2 separate regions of the Mus musculus genome follow, and region 1 is linked to region 2. The links are chromatin contacts, called in public promoter capture Hi-C maps. All regions are on one chromosome and are shown on one strand. Each heading gives the region's core, a stretch centred on a gene start, on an enhancer-like site or on the middle of the called end of the contact. The rest is flanking DNA. Distances are from core to core; before and after follow the strand shown.

Region 1 (5,174 bases), core at 1,226-3,725, 240 kb after region 2:
AAAAATAAATCAAACAACAAACAAACAACAAGTTGGGCAGTGGTGGTGCATGCTTTTAAACCCAGTGACAGAGACAGAAAGAGAGACTAAAGAAATTACTTTCTTTTGTGAAAAACAGTCATTAAAATTATACTAGACACTAAAACTAAAAACAATATACAAGGCTATCTGTAGTTTAAGAATGCTGCCATCTTTAGAAAAGTAAGCTGAGGGAAACCTATAACATCTAATTTACAACAGACTGCCAGAGGAAACTGTCAGGCGCTGACTGAAGACACTGGTGTCTTTCAGGACTCATAGGTAGGGTGCTTTGGGCAGTGTCTGTGTCTTCTGTGTGGTGAACTGCCCCCTGATACAGGCTGGGATAGCAACCCCATGGCACAGCTCCAAAATGGGGCACAGTGAAACTTCTCTCAGATGAAGCAGCGTGGTGGAGGGAAGTTGAAACACTGATTGTTAAAGCCTCATTTCCATCAAACATTGTTCTAGACTTACCTCTTCCTTGTATTGTTCAAGTGTGCTGGTTCCTAATTCAAACCTGTCTTTTCAGAGACTCTTCTCCATTTCACTGAAATGCATCACTGACTCATTAGTCTCTAAACAATCAGCCTAGTGGACTCAGGTCCCCAAGGTCTGCTTAATGGCGAAGGTGCTGTCACCCTACAGGCACCACTTGACTTTAAGTACCCTAAGAGGTAATTAACTCTTTTAAAGATGCCCTTGGGAGCAGTGGCTAAAGCCATGAGAGGCCCCTGTCATCAAGACTTAGGGAGAAAGCTCTACACAGAAAACAACTGGTTTTCCTTCCTACTATATTTTGACCTAGTTTCCAGAAAAAGTGTGTCATACTAAGAGTTCCAGACTTTGACACTAACCCTGCTGTATCCCAGAGAGCTCTCACACACACACACACACACCATATACACACAAGTTTGAATGCCTCACCCTAACTGATGTTCTTTCTTATGCACTGTGTGAGACAGCTGCCTTGTCATACAGATACCTCTTAATTGGGCTGTCAGCATTGTGGATTTCCATGAGGCACATCTTGTACTTGTGAGTCTCACACAGGCACAGCCATCAGGATGGCTTGAGAGACAGACATTCCTCATTGCTGGAGTACAAGGTAGCAAAGGGTAGGAAGAGGGAAACCTGAATTTTGCCTCTTCCTGATCACCATTTCTTACTAGTGAACTGGCCATTGTATTCTCTGTTAATCCCACAAGTATAGTGCTGATAAAATTATGCAAACTATACCCTGGGAGATAGTCTCTTCTCCATTGTTTCATGTTATCCTGAAGTTAAATAGGGACAGCAGACAGAGTTTAAACACTGCACCTCTGGACAGCTCAGCACTGTGGTCTCTAGGCCTGGGTTCTAATCCTAACACTGCCCCTAGGCTGAGTGCCCCAAAGGCATGATCTTACCCTCACTGCTCATCAGTTCCTCATCACTGCAGCCTCCACATGCACCTTCATAAGGACTGCAGGTTACTCGAGCTCAGCTTTCCATGATGCATATACAAGTAATGCTAGGACAGTGATGGACATATGTCGTAGAGTTGTTTGGGTTTTGTTTTTCTGTTTCCCTGGACTCAATGTGACTGCACAATGCATGGGCTATTTTCAGCCCATTTTAAATTCTAAGAGAGTAAAGCCTGCCATTTAAAATCTCTCCTCTATACTTTTCTCCCAAACTCATCTGCTCTAAAGTTTGAGATCTAAAACACATTGTTATTTCAGGAAAGCAAATTATTTGAGAAAGTAAAACAAACCAATAACCATTCTTCCTGCATATTCCCTTAGAAGTATGGACTTTGCTAAATGAGATTTTGAAAAAAAAAAAGTCAGCTTATTTCTCTTTAAAGTTCTGTCAGGAAAAGAAAAAGAGCACACACACAACAGGCAAGGGCAATGAGTGTTAGGATTCTAAGGCAGTCTTCCAGGAGGGAGGCTACTGGGCCTGCCTCTGTCTAGACCAGAGATGGGACAAGTCTGCTTATTGCTCACTCATGTCCTGTGCACCCAGAAAGCACCTGATTGATGTGCTTGTGTGGGGGATGTGGGTGTGGGTGTGAATGCATGCATGTGTCTTGTCTCAGTTTCCTTGGACTTGGTTCATTCATTTTGTTCTGAGACACTCAAGACCTTGGGTTCTTTCCCTGGGTCCTGGGCTTAACTACTGCACAAGGAGACACTGTCACTGCTCTGGAGTTAAGGCACAGCCCCTCCTGCACAGGGGAAGTCATCTGGACAGTGCTCTGTAAGTCACTGTGAATGACAAGAATAAGCTTTCACATGACTCCACCTACATGTCCCTCACACTCCTGCTTGCCCAGGCCAGTTCTCTTTCTGCCCATCAATGTGTTATCATTGTTTGCAACAGGAGCATCTGAATGTCTTTAAGGGGGTTCTGTGCACAGAGGGAAACTTGGAGGCTGCCTGGGCTCTCAGGACAGCCACTGTACAAGTGTTCACTCCAGAGTCCTCATGAATGGAGCCTCCCAGGCTCTGATAGGCCTGGGAAGGGGGGGGGGAAGGAGGGAGTGTTGCTCTTATTTTTAGAAACATCTAGAAAGAAGAAGTGATCTCAGGTCTCCTGCTGAGCCTCAGTGCCAGCCCTACTTCCTCTCCCTAAGCAGCTGGAGTGGCCCTCCACTTCTAGCTGATGGCTGGCCCCCACTCTCTAAAGCCAGACTCAGAAAAGAGGAAAAAGAGGGGTGTGGAGGAATGGCAGGAAAGAAGAGGAAAGGGTTTTTAAGAAGAAAACACACACATACAAAACAAAAGCAGAAATTGACAAATAACATTACCTCAAACTAAAAACTCTGCACAGAAGAGAAATAATCAACAGAGCGAAAAACAATCTATGTAACGGGAAAACATTCATCAGGGTGTTGATAATCTAGACTACATAATGAACCCAAAAGTAAAGACAGCAACTCCCAAACAACCAATAATAATAATAAAAAAATGGCCAAATGATCTCAAAAGAAATAAAAATGTCAGTTAAACACAAGAAAAAATGCTCAGTATCGTTAACTATCACCATCAGGGAAATACAAATCAATGGGATCCCACCTCGCTCGCATCAGAATGGATATTATTTTGAAGGCTGGTGATAATGTGGAGGAGAAACGCACCTTTATGCACTGTAGTGATGTCAGGTGGGGCAGTCACTATGGAAAACATAGTACCCTCAAATAACAAAGAGCCACCTGTCACTTGCCATCTCATTCCTGTGTAGCTAATATACCTGAAGAAATGAAACTGGGCGCACAGGAGATGCTTGCCCAGCCATGGTTACCGTGGCACTATTCACAGAGAAAATATGAAAGCAGCTCAGGTAGCCATCAACAAAGGACAAGATAAGAAAATACGGTAGTCAGTTCTGGGGATAGCTGCAATTTTAGCTACTAGAAGATAGGCGCAGGAGTTCAAGGCCAGCCTGGGCAAGATCCTGGGACCCCCTCCAAAAAAAAAAAAAAGTAAAAAGAGGACTGAGGTTATAGCTCAGTGGTAGAACACATGAGAACACTATGTTCAATCCCTAGCCACAGTACAAAAGAGAAGAAAGAAAATGTGATATATGCATGCAATAGAGTATTACTTGGCCATGAAAAGAAAATCTTGTCATTTGTAGCAAAATGGAATCAGAGAATGTCATGTTATGTGAAATAAGCCAGATACAAAAAGAAAAGAATTGCATGTTCTCTTTCATATATATTAGAACCAAACAAGCTAAATAAAATAATTAAAAAATAAAATAAAGAAAAATTCTTGGGTGAGGGGAGAAAGAAGGAAAGATGGGAAGGAGGGAGGGGACACAGTGGAGCAGAAAGGTCAGTAGACCTCATCCTACTGCGGAGCTGCAGCAGAAGGCCTACCCGACTAAGACCTCAGCTACACTGGAAAAGTCTGCTGACAGACAACCAAGCTTGGGGCACAGACAAAACACACCCCCAATCAAGGCAGAGCAACCCATATCTATCTATATCTAGAACAATTATGTATATGCCATGTATATAAGCTCACTTTTGGGTTTTACCCTATCTCAGCCTGCCCTGCTCCAGGGAATAAGGACAGAGCTCAAAGCTTAGGAATGAAAGGCTAAAGGAACACTCAGGAAGGTGAGGCAACCTGTCCTGAATCAAAAGACCAAATCTGGGTGTCAGGGACCTTACGTCTTCTCTGGGCTAAACTTCCTGAGTGTGGAAAGCCCTGCATACCATACCAGAGAGGTGGCTATCTTACAGCTACTTAATACTACTAGTGACAGAAACTAAACACCCTTAACTAATTCTGTGCAAATCGCATTACTCGCCATTTGTCTTCATACTGAGGAGCTACAACATCCAATCTTGGGCCTTGGCTATGCTCAGTCACTTGGAACAGATTTGAGTAAAGTAAGATTGATTAGCAACCCTCCCCACCCCCATCCCACCCCCACCCCTACCCTCTCCTCTTCCAGAACAGACATGCTCTGTCTTGTCTGGACTCCACAAATAATAGGCAATAGTCAACCAGAGGACAGCTTGCCGGTCCTTACCTGTTCAGGAAAGCATTTCCAAAGCGACTAAGCTTTCGGAATGGCTTTTTGGGATCCACAACTAAAGCATTCCCAGGGGTGCTTCCCTCAGTCTCCCCATACATCACAGCAATGAAGGAATCTGTGGTTGGCTCTGGACCAATTCTCATGCCTGGGAAATCTTGCTCCAGTAAGTATCTGGAAAAGAAAAGAAAAGAGCATGATGTCACAGACAAGAAGCCAGAGCGCTGCCTGGGGTTACCCAACAACTCAGACACTCTCATTAAAAGTCAGAGGTTCAGGGTCATTCTTTATTATATACAAGTTTGAAGCGAACCTAGGTTACATGAGGCCCTGTCTCAAAAATCAGAACAACCCAAAACCAAAAGTAGATATCTGAGGTCCCACTGACATAATAGATGCCAACTTAGGAGAGGCATTACCCAGTTACCTCACCATTCCTACACGTTCTGGACTACTGCTGAACTCACAACCCCTTAGAAAAGTGTCCCTGGCCTGCATGGATAGCACCTTCTCTATGGTTCCCAGGCACCGTGTGTAAGTTGCCGTCACTGTATGTCAGGCGTCCTGGGAATAAGCAGGGAATGACTAGGGTCAGGGGAGGGAGTTTCTGTAGCTCCCTACTC
Region 2 (5,239 bases), core at 213-2,712:
TGAGTCAGAGAAGAGGAACGTGTTAAAGAAATGGTTTTCAGTCTTCTAAGATCTTGAATGGTTTTCCTGAATCATGGATTTCAGAAGTCTGTAAACTTTAGTTCAGTTTCTGCCTATGTGTTGCGTATCTCCTCAGGAATAAATAGCTAAGTGAAACGAAGCAAGTCAGATCAACCCTGTTGGCTATCCTTGTCCTTCCTCTTGGCTCCATCCTTACATTCTTGGTTTCCTTCAAAGTGTTTGTATTGTCACTTAGCACAAAATAAGTTTTTCTATTATCTCTTGAGAGTGAAAAGTTTGGGAATATGGACTGCATTTTATGTTTTCTACTTAATTATTTCGTAATTACTCCTTTTCACTTTAAACATTTACTGGTAGGTTAGCAGCATGAAAGTAGTAAATGGTAGAGAAAAAAACCTAAAATTTTTGATGTTTGGTTGAGAATTATTGCTCTCTGACTTAGTTTGGCAATTGTCTGACATACTTGTTGGTTAATGTTTTCTTTACATTTTTAAGCTTCATTGTCTTGAAGAAGCAACAACAACAACAAAAATATACATTGTTGGTTAATGTTTTCTTTACATTTTTAAGCTTCATTGTCTTGAAGAAGCAACAACAACAACAAAAATATTCTTGACCATTTCTTTTTAAGACATCTTTCATCTTGGTATCAGGCAATTTAGTGGCAGCTCTTTTTCCTTTATAGAACCTTTCTTTGCTTTGCTTTTCATTCCAGCACGGTGTCTTGGCAGCCTAGCCTACTCTGGAACGTGAACTCACTATAGAATTCAGGTTAGCCTCGAACTCGCAGCAATCCTGCTTCAGCCTCAGTGTTGAGAATATAGGCATAAACTTCCATTCTCTGCGCTCAACAAGGCTTTCTCGAATTTTCCTAGTGTTCTTTGTTGGCGAATATTGGAAAATTGCTTACTCTTCTTTCGTGGTGTTTGCTTCAAGCTTTTCCAGTGTTCTGGTACTTTCCAACCCCATAGCACTTTGTACAGGAGGTCCTCCGTTTTTTTTTTTTTTTTTTTTTTTTTTTTGAAGGATTTGCGAAGCCAGGAGGTCTATGAAGCTTCATGTGGGTGGGGCTGGGTACGGCAGGGGCGGGGCCGGTGAGAAGTCTCTGGGAAAGGCTGAAGAGTCTTGTTGGGAAAGGCCTGGAGGGCAGTGGTTTCAGAATTTTCACGAAGGCTTCGAATACAGGATTGAGCGTATTGTGTACCTCTCTCCTGTCTCTCCTTTCCTGATTCTGGAAGCTTCATAAGTTCTTTCTGGATTACTAAAATGCGAAAAGGCTACGGCTTCGGCTCCGTGGGCGGAACCCAAGGGTCCTGACGCTGCTCCGGGCTGTTTGGCCTCCTGATGTTGGGGGAGGGGCAAAGAGGTGCTGCTCGCGCCTCCCTATGCGCCTGCGCGGTCGGCTCCAAGCTGGTAGGAGCGCGTGCGCAGTGACGTGGACATCCGGTGCGTGCGCAGGCTCTTCAGCTGAAGCGGACACACGGTGTGCGAACCCTTCAGAATAACCCTCCCCTAGAGGGATGTGAAGGACTCGGGGTGAGGCCGGCCACGCCCCGCACGGTAACTCTCGGGCCTGGGTGGAGGGCGTCGCTTCAATAGTGGCCCGATTGGAGTTTTTTTGAGTTTAAACCACTTGTGTATTTGAACGGCTTGCCCAGCGTTCCGCAGAGAGAGCTTCGCACGCCTGGGCCTGGCTGGGCCTTACGCTGTGCAGCCTTTGGTCCCTTGAGCGAGTTGCGCATGTCATCTCGCACGCCTCCCCGACCTCACTTCCGTGTCGCTCGGAGAACTAACTAGGAACATCGACGCCGGAGACCGAGACCACGAGGCGGGCGGGGTGAGAAGTGCCTACGGCACGGCCCTGCCCTCGCGTGCGTGGGGTGTTGAACAGCATGGCACGTTCCGCGTGACGATTTCTAGCCTGGTTATCGATGGAATAAGCACAGGTTTTAAGAGTTCAGCTCTCTGAGTTTCAACTCTCCGAGGGAAACAACCAATGTCTGTTTCTCCAAGGAACTGGATGCAGTGTTTTGACACCTATTCAAACATTTCCTAGCGTGTAATTTCGGGTCAAATTGAGGCAAGGCCCCGAATTTAATGAGGGGGCGATGAGTGAGTTGAATGAGAGTGAGAACTTTGTAAACAAAGGAGCTGTGATTTGTAAGTGCTAATTCGAAGGCGGAGAAAACAGGTAGGGAACAGGTGGTGGTTCCTTTTTCTCTTTCTGGGGTAACCTGACTGGTTTTCTGTCCATAGGACTTCCCGTTTCTGTTGAATTTTCAAGTACGTCTTTGAGTCGAGTGTAAGGTGCGCAAGGGCATTAGCCTTCTCTTTCGTTCCCCAAGAATGTCTCTTTTTCTCTGGCAAAAGGATGGTAGCAGGCATGGGTGAAGAGTGCCTGAAGAGTGGCTTGATTAGTAGAACGGGAAAAATCTCCGTCTGAGGGAGACCCACTCTTGTTCGCGTCGCCGAAGCCGACACGTGGATCTTGAGAAGTTAGGGCTCACTTATGCTCAGTCTGTGGGTGTTGTTGAGCTTGCCAAGCTTGCGTGTCCAAGTGCTTGGTCAACTCTGCCTGTCTTGCTGGCTTTTTGCGCACGACGCTGCTGCAGTTAAGGTGCAGGAGAGTAGCGAGAGGACTGCTGGGAAATGGGCTGGCGGGGTGACTAGTTGTGTAGTCTCCAAGGTAACCGAAAGCGGCTGAACAGCCTTAGGAACACAGGGTTCCGCCTGGCTGCACGTGATCCTTGGGACTCTACCCTGGAAGAGTTTTCTTTGCGACATTTTTTTCATGTTTGTGGCTAGCTGAAAAGCGAGTAACTGGAGGCTGTTTTATTTTTTTATACATAGGTAGTAAGTTGTGTCCACTTAACTGCAACACAAGTGAAAGACCTGAAATTTCATTCCCTGGGTGCATTGGCATATTTATTTCAAATTTGCTGTCCATTTCTGCAGTAAAGGTTAGTTTTTCAGGTTCTACTTAGTAACCCATAGGCAACTAAAAGCTTGTTAACTTGAATTGTTTCAGATTAATACCTACAAATGGAGATATGTAAAAAATTTGAGTTTCAAAATGCGATTTAATTTAATCAAAAGACAAACACCATAGTGAGCCTCCTGTATAGTAGTACATTTATCGTTTAAAAGGACATGGTTAGCATGGGCAACATTTAGAATGTGTTGACCATCATTTGAAATTTGTGTTTTAAAAGTAATATATTGATTTCGAATTTTGACTTGGTGTAGTTGAGTATGTAAATCATTTAATTGGGTTGCTACATAGTGTGTTTTATGGGTTGTATCAGGGTGACCATTATAATAAAAATTTCCCAAAGTTACAATTAATGCATCTTGCTACATTGTTTTAAATGACGTCTGTTAGAGAGTGTGAATATGTGTAGTGGGGGGACTGAGAATTTCTCTTTTTTTTAGATTAATTTATACGAGTACATTGTCACTGTCTTCAGACACATCAGATCTGAAGAAAGCATCAGATCCCATTACAGATGGTTGTGAGCCACCATGCGGTTGCTGCGAATTAAACTCAGGACCTCTGGAAGAGCAATCAGTACTCTTAACAACCATTGAACTATCTCTCTAGCCCAGGAATTTCTCTCTTTACAACTTAGTTTAAGGCCCTTTCCAACCCGTACTTTAATCTAGGTAAATGCTTGATGAGGAAAGGCTGAACCAAAAACTAGCCTGGCCTATGAGATTCTCCTGCCTCAGCCTCCCCAGTGCTGGGATTAAAGGTTTGCACCACCAGCCTGTGTTCTTTATTAAAACGTTAAGAGAGCAAAATACAGAGTACTTTAGAATATTGCCAGAATGGATTTCTTTTTTCTTTCTTGGAGTAGCCTAGCACTTCTAAAGTACATTTGATTTTAGCAGTGGACATTAAGGTTATCTTAGAGTTTAAGAGTAGTCTTTGTATGTGTGAAACAACATATTTCAAGCTGTAGATGAGAAAAATCAAGCATGGGATGGGGATATACAGTTCAGTGGTAAACCCACTTGTGAGAATGGTTCAGTGGTAAACCCACTTGTGAGAATCACTATCTGGTTAGGTTATCAGCACTATGGGCAGTAGGGTCTGGGGGATTCTTCTGTGTGTGTGTGTGTGTGTGCACGTGTGCACGCGCACGCGCGCGTGCCTTTTTCTTTTTCCTCTTTTTTCTAAATTTTTTATTATATATTTTCTTCATTTACATTTCAAATGCTATCCCGAAATTCCCCTATACCCTCCCCCCAGGATTCTTCTTTTAATTATTGCCACGTGCCTCAAGTTTATGATAGCTTGGGGTCATAAATTGGTCTTTGATTTTATGTATTTTGGTTAACTGGTGCAATAAATTGGTTGGTTTAAGTTTTTTGATTTAGTTGTTTTTTTTGTTTGTTTGTTTTTAGATTTATTTATTATATGTGAGTACACTGTAGCTGTCTTTAGACACTCCAGAAGAGGGCGACAGATCTCATTAGGGATGGTTGTGAGCCACCATGTGGTTGCTGGGATTTGAAATCAGGACCTTAAGTTAGTGTTCTTAACCACTGAGCCACATCTCCAACCCTTTTGGTTTAGTTTTTGAAAAGACTTTATGCAAGTCTACAAGTTCTGACTTTTCCTGTTTTTCATACATATTTTTATATTTTTATTAGATGTCTATGTACAAAGTTGAAATAAAGCAATTTGTATTTTTTTCCCCTTTGGGGGAAGGGATGGGGCAGGCAGAGTGTCATATAGCTCAGACTGGCTTTGAATTTTTTATGTAGTTGTGAACTTTTAATTTTCCTGCCTTGGTGTTTGGGTTTATAGGCATACAATGCATTCCATGTCAGCCTAGCTAATAGTGAGACATTGTCTCAAAAGAAACAGATATCAAGTTAAACTCCTCGTTTATCTATGGTCATGGATGTTAGGGCTCTAGTATTAAAAAGTAGATCCCCTCCAGGTAAGCTCCTCAACACAAGAGTGGCCAGGCCCCACCCCTGAGGGCTTCCAGCTGCCAGACTCTTCTCACAGAACAAGGCTATGGCTGGACCCAGTTCCTTTATGCTCTACAAAGTGAAAATCCCAAGATGGGGCCACCCTGGAAAGCTCCCCCAAGAAATCTTATATAAAGCCTGCTTCCTGCTCAGTTTTTTGCAGTGTCTTACCCAAGCCAAGGTTTTCCCAATAATTCCCTTAGGTGAGGTTCGTTGTGTGGTGTGACTTTGTGGT

The links. Promoter capture Hi-C pulls out the DNA fragments that hold promoters and counts their contacts.
Region 1: a contact with region 2 is called in a promoter capture Hi-C map of pre-B cells, with 2.2 times the contacts expected there. The contact joins the enhancer-like site here to the promoter of Mga in region 2. A contact is called at or near these places in 3 of 39 promoter capture datasets (erythroid cells, neural stem cells and pre-B cells), 2 of 484 Hi-C or Micro-C datasets (neutrophils and pre-B cells) and 1 of 115 datasets of contacts at active chromatin or transcription factors (microglia).

The regions. Positions count from the first base shown.
Region 1 is chr2:120,132,351-120,137,524 of GRCm38.p6, forward strand. Ehd4 (EH-domain containing 4) reads right to left here. Exons shown (of 6, transcript NM_133838.4): 2 at 4,549-4,725. Among named protein-coding and RNA genes, the nearest start is that of Ehd4, 20 kb to the right of the region's middle. Within about 2 kb of position 2,476, at least 106 of the 459 cell types and tissues checked have an H3K27ac peak or open chromatin away from gene starts, as enhancers often do. A contact at or near this core is called in microglia, neural stem cells and pre-B cells, where this site is marked.
Region 2 is chr2:119,895,766-119,901,004 of GRCm38.p6, forward strand. Mga (MAX gene associated) reads left to right here and starts at 1,463. Exons shown (of 24, transcript NM_013720.2): 1 at 1,463-1,581.